Regions from separate parts of the Gossypium hirsutum genome. Here region 2 is linked to region 1. Evidence: chromatin contacts called from public Hi-C data. All regions are on one chromosome and are shown on one strand. Each heading gives the region's core, a stretch centred on a gene start, on an enhancer-like site or on the middle of the called end of the contact. The rest is flanking DNA. Distances are from core to core; before and after follow the strand shown.

Region 1 (3,301 bases), core at 212-2,711:
TATTAAAATTTTATATGTAAGCAACTTAGCATTTTTAATTATGTTTACATTATTATATTATATATGACTATATATTTAATTTTTATGTGATATAAATTATATAATTCATAAAAAAAATACTATTCTTTTAAGTAGACCTATTATTTTGGCCAAACTCATTTTTAAGTCTAATAATTTTGTTCAAACCCTTTCAAATTTTAGATGGTCTTTTGGGTTTGGACAAATAACCCGATACTTAAACAATTTTAATTTTAAAATTAATGTGAACTAAAAAATGTTTAGGTGCAAAGATAAAATAAATTATCAAATTTAAAAGATTAAATATTACTTTAATAAAAAAATAAAAGTGAGCTTTAAAAATATATATATGTTGAATAATAATATTATTATCTATCACGTTTAGTAATAATTGAGATATTTTATTCTCTTTCAATATTTAGTAATAATTGAGGTAGGACTATATGGTGGAGTGATGAATCATGATGAACAAAACAACAAAGCAGTGACCAACTTTTGCAGTAATGGTTCAATCATGTCTTACGGGACAAACAACACTGCATGTACAGGTTTGCTATTGGAACATGTCAAATTTAAAGATGTTTGGTTCCTGTTTTTTCTCTTTTATTTTTTTTAATGAAAAGTAATAAAAAATATTAATCAACTTTAAACTTTATTTAGGAGGCAATTATGGTTGTTGCAAAAATAATTTTACAGGATGTGGATTCCAACTCCTTTTTTTCATTTTACAAATTAAAGTAACTTAAATATCATATAAAAATATTAGATTTCTTGTAGAATGATTTTGTAGTTAATAGAAAATTAAATTTATAGTAGTAACTCCAGCTTATGTGGGACTTAGTACTACATACGATGATACAATTGGTGGATGTTGGGAAATCAAGTGTTATTTGAAGCTGAAATCATTTAGCTTACACTTTACAAATAATATTTAATAGATTTCGAGTCTTGAATTTCAATATATCTGAGGGTTATTATTAGTTTTTTTTTAGGGTGTTTTAGTAATTCGATTGATTGACCAATCACATGTGTTTGGAAGATTATATTAGTAGAGATTATTTTTATTGTTGGTGGGAATGGTAATAATTGTACTTTAAATGATTTTTTTTTAAATTTCTTTTTGTCATTTAAAATTAGGGATTTGCTTTTAAATTAAATCACAAAGTCAACTAAGTGAGCTGCTTCCATGACCTCAGAAATTTGATCTAAGACTGATGAAAAAGAACAAAAAGAAAAACAAAGGAGTGAAAGATAAAGATTGAAAATTTGCAATTATAATTATGTTTCACTATTTGAACGTCAAATATATATGATTAAAACAAAAAAAGCTAACATGAAGAGGACCGCACCAACTCTTCACGATCTCGACATATTCATTCCATCTTTATATATTGGTGAAATTTTTTGAGAGGTATCTTTATTACAAGAATGAGATCAATTTAGTTTTTATATTATAAGTTATCGATAACTTATTAAAGTAAGAGAGATTATGTGATTATTGGTTAACTATTTTAATGAAAAACTAACAGTTAAATGATTTTAAATTATAAGTCTAAATAGTTCGAAAAATGTCTAAAGAACGCTCTCTTGCTCAGCCTTCTTCGGCCAACAGAGATGTGGGAGATCCTCGTTCTATCGAGGATCGGACCACTAAGAAAGTGAGGTTTAAGGACGGTCTTGAGGATGATTCTGTGGATATGATTGTAGATTCTGTTATATCTCCAACACCATCGTGGAAAGATAAGTTTTTGGGTAGAGAATCAGCTTCATTTGAGTTGGAACGCGATGTCTCTGCTGTGGGAGTAGATGATGGATGCAATGGAGATTTTGACTTATTGACAGATGATGTGCAAATATCCATTGTTAACGGGATCCCAGCCATCAATTTTTTTGATCGGGTTAAGGATATTTTGCTCAAAGAAATGGAATTAACTGTGGTTATTAAACTTCTAGGCCGGAGTATCGGCTACAATACTTTACACAATCGCATATCTAGTCTGTGGAAACCTATTTCTCAATTTCATCTTATGGACATTGAAAATGGGTATTTTCTAGTTCGTTTCTTGAATAAGACTGATTACGATCGCATTTTGTCGCAGGGTCCATGGATTATTTTTGGTCAATACCTTACTGTTCAACCTTGGACCAAGGACTTTAATCCTTTGCAACCGTATCCTACTGTGGTCTTGGCTTGGATCCGTCTGCCGGGCTTGCCGGGGTATATGTTCCGTCGGCAAATTGTGGAAGCCGTTGGGGGGTTGATTGGGAAGGTCGTAAAATTGAATCTTCAGACGGATAAGAGAACCATGGGACGTTTTGCTCGATTTGCTGTTTTCATTAATCTCGCGAAGCCGCTGGTGTCCCAAGTCTTGGTTGACGGAGCTGTTCAGAGGGTGGAGTACGAAGTTCTTCCTACGGTTTGTTTTGGGTGTGGTAGGTATGGGCATGTTAGAGATTTATGCCAGATGATGGCCCTGGATAATAATTATGACAAGTTGCCTGAGACGACGAAGGAGGTTTTGGAAACTGACGGAGGAGGAGTAGTTGAGGAAGCGAGGCCGGAGTTTTGGCCTTGGATGCTGGTTGAAAGAAGGTCCGGGCATGGAAAACGGGTTGGCAGAGTTAACACCGACAGAGATATGGGAGTAACAGACGGGGCAAAATCTCGCAAGGAAACTGGAAAATCACGATTTAAGGTGTTAAACAAGGCGGGAGAGATAAGCGAAATTTATGCTGGAGAATCTGTGTCGGTGAAGGGGGCTGAAACAAGTTCTGGTGCTATTGAAAATATCAATTTTAGGGATAGGGGTAATAATTTGAGAGACATGGGTTCTCGGCCAGTAATGGACCTAGGCTTTTAGGCCAATTCGGGTTCTAGCCCAACAAGGGCAACTACTACGGGGGCCATTATTGGGACTGAGTTGGGTCGTCTGCCTGGTGAGCTTGCGAAAGAAGTCGATTCTTTCATTATTTCAGGCCAGGCTGCCTTGGGGAATAGGCCATTGTCTGGCAGTCAGTCGAATCAGCATGTGTGTGAGGAAACTAAAAGGTCTACTATTATTTCTAATTCTAGTTTTAATACTGCAGGTTCATCGCACCATGTTAATTCTTTGAATGACGTGGTCCTGGATCAAGCTAACCGTGGGGATTTCTCTAATAAAGTGCGAGAGATTTCAAATGGTAAGAATGTTGATAATCTTGTAGCGCATTTTAATCCAGCTTTTGAAGGCTCTAGGGGTACCCCTGTCATCATTTCTGATGAAGTTTTAGATCCCGGTAAACA
Region 2 (3,301 bases), core at 332-2,831, 250 kb before region 1:
AACATATCTTGGTTCGATTCATGTCTGACTCATTTCTCAACGATCAACACTTTCAGCATCCATCATATCCGTAACAAACAACAAGATAATTATTAAGAATGAACCCTTACAGAATTCGAGTTCGTAATGAAATTACACTCCATTTTGGCAAGAAAAATTACCAGACACTAACCACGGGTGCTGTTATAAAGGCATAGAGATACCTGCAACATCGAAAAAACAACATGAATCAGAACAAATGATATGTTCTTGTAAACATTCCGAAAGAAATAATACGAACGAGATATTTCGTTTTTAACATTATTCAATCAATTTAGCATCACTACAGACTGTCGTGCTTTATGAAGCAAATAAAATGCAGGCTTCTTTGACAAAATAAAGTATCACCAAAGTATGCATGCCTTTACCAGTGAATGCAGGAGGACATTGCAGGCTATAAATCTAAGCTCTATAGAGGAACATTTATAGAGAGAACATCTAAAATCGTAAAACATGCAAGTCAAGATCCTCAAGATAAGAATTTTATGTTGGGAGTCCAGATAAAATTAAAGATGTTTTTGGAAAAAAACAAATTATTTTTCGAGCAGAAAATACTTATGATCAAAAGAGCTTGTAGAAGACAAGGGAGGCCGAGGCAATCAGGTTCGCCCTGGTCATAACGCAAATGGTTATATGAAACAACCACGACACATATTTCAACAATTCATTAATGATTCTTACAATAAAAGGTTGAATTTTTGTGAAATAATACCAATTATAATGATATATGCTCCCATACCATAATTATTTCAAACAATCCTTTTCTCAACTATAACAAAGCAAGAATTCTGAGATAAAAAACTATATTAATAAGCTTCAGTGGTGACAATGTCAAAACAATGAACATTAATACCAAAAATAAAAATAAAAATATTCCATGAGTTGAGTAAATAGAGAGACCTTGAGGAATCAAACCCCAACTCTGAGATTCTATAGCAAGAAATGATCTGAGGCGAGCCGAAGCAACCGCACTGTGCAAAGGCATCATTGAGATTAAGCAGCTCAGCTCCACTGGTAATCTAAATGAAAGGGAAATTCCCATTTCTCTAAGAAATCAAACCAAAAAGGAAAGAGCGAGCAAAATCATTACTTTAGAGATTCAAATAGTTTTAATTACAAACAAGGCTCACCTTGGAATCCCGGAAATGCGCTTCAGTGAAGAAGAAGAAGAAGAAGAAGAAGAAGAAGAAGCAGAAGAAAACTGAGACTGAGAGCTCGATTTCAATGGAGAAATAGTGGGTAACACTGGTTTGCTGCTTTTAAGCTTTACAGGAAGAGCCTTTAACCGAGATGATGATAATCTAGAGAGAATCGTCGAACCAGCCATTAAAGCTTCTTCTCTTTTCTTTTCTTTTTTTCCTTCTGGAATATGGATCCTGAATTGATATTACAGAGGGGTTTAAGCTCTTGTAATTTCTAGGGTTTATGCCACCTTTTTTTTCATGTTTGGTTACGCATTTTAAATCATCCTTATCCTATTCTGATTGGGTCAAGCGTCAATCACCTTAGAGCTTATAACCATTGATTTTCTTCTAAAACAACTTTATAAAAATACGGTATGTTTTTAATTTATGAAATTTTAAAAAATTGAATCTAATGCAAGCGCAAAGTCAGAATAAATTTTTAGGAAGAGATGATAAAAAATTTAATTTTTTATAATCTATATCTTTATAATTTTTATAGGATTAAATCGAATTTCTATAATTTTAGAGGGGCTAAAGTATAATTTTACCTTTATTAATTTAAAATTTTAAAAAAATTCAAATGCCTAAATATAAATTTTCTATTTTAGGGGGGCCAGGGCCACTGCCGGCCCCCCTTGTATCGACCTCTAATCTAAGGCTTACTTTTCATTATTTTTAGACGAACATACCAAAACAAATTAAGAAAATAATTACATAATTATATAATTCAAAAAAATCAGTTATCACTTAAAAAAATTCTAAGACTCTATTTTTTTTTAAATTATGATATTTTAATTGTATTTTATAGATATGTGTACTTAACAAAATATTTTTAATAATACTAACAGTTAAACTTAAATTCTGATCTCTAAAAAGTAAGACTAATCCAAAAATAAAAGTACATGGACTAAATTTTAAATTTATAAAGAGTACAATAGACTTATGACATATTTTAATTTAGTATAAAAATATGAATATTTTAATTTTATAAATATGAGTATTTGTTTAAATAATGCTTAGCTTCATTTATACCTTACAACTTTAATATGTCAATGTGTACTCTTATATATGTAACATATGTAATTTAAATTAAATTTTAATTAAGTATTATTTATTATTAAGTTTATATAGATATTGATTATCACAAAATGTTTTACTATTATGAAATAAATTTTAATTGTTAAAAGGAAATTGTACTATAATATTTTATAACAAATATATTTGAGTTGTGTCTGGTTTACAAAGAATAATGTAAAATATAAATTTATAGACATAAAATAAATTTAATTAAATAATAAAAAGATTAAAAAAATCTCAAAATTATGTTTGTTTTATAAAAAATAGTTTTTATGAAATATTTTCAAAAAGTATATTAAACAATAGAAAATATTTTATGCATGATCATCCAAACACTAAAATATATTATTTAGGGAGGCTATTATAGAAGAGATTTGTGTGGACGAGACCACTTATTCATGGAATCTCAAAATAGGTTAATTTGTTAATAGATTTGTTTTCTCCATTTACATAATGTAAACATTAAATTTAGTGTTTTCCAAATATTTGATATACATGCATTCAAAATTAATGATTTTGAGAAGAGTCAAAACTTTATATTACATTATTATTGACATTAATTTGTTTCATTATAAAAAAAATATGATCTTAATTTAAAATATTCGCTTATAGTATTGATTTATTCATTTTCTATTTTAAAATATTTTCAGTATCCGCTATAAATAAATAATCCTTTGAAATTATGTTTATAAGTAAAACCAATGGATATTGCACATTAGTAAGAGATGGAGGGAAGGTTGAAAACAACTATTTGATATGACGGTGCAGGTTGTGATGCTTCACTTTCATAAACAACTTATAGAAATATTTGTTTTTTCTTTCTTTTTATTTTTTTTATTTTGGCTCATTGTTTACTTTTTCTTATTATTTTGTTACTTGCTTTTATTTATTTTTATTAAATATTCATCACTTTTTTTTTATAAATTTATATTTATTTTTAGTTTTTAGTTTGTTTTTGAGAAAAGAAAAAGTTTAGGTAAAAGAAAATTACACATAGAGTA

What was found. A called contact is a pair of places that touch in the nucleus more often than the background predicts.
Region 2: a Hi-C map of leaf shows a contact between it and region 1, with 4 times the contacts expected there. The contact joins the promoter of LOC107962880 here to the promoter of LOC107928759 in region 1. A contact is called at or near these places in 5 of 34 Hi-C or Micro-C datasets (all in leaf).

Annotation. Positions count from the first base shown.
Region 1 is chrA06:33,772,148-33,775,448 of Gossypium_hirsutum_v2.1, reverse strand. LOC107928759 reads left to right here and starts at 1,461. Exons shown (of 3, transcript XM_016860026.2): 1 at 1,461-2,955; 2 at 3,106-3,301. The coding sequence starts at 1,587. The coding sequence ends at 2,879.
Region 2 is chrA06:34,023,566-34,026,866 of Gossypium_hirsutum_v2.1, reverse strand. LOC107962880 (protein NONRESPONDING TO OXYLIPINS 2, mitochondrial) reads right to left here and starts at 1,581. Exons shown (of 3, transcript XM_016899435.2): 1 at 1,170-1,581; 2 at 940-1,058; 3 at 1-203. The coding sequence starts at 1,366. The coding sequence ends at 184.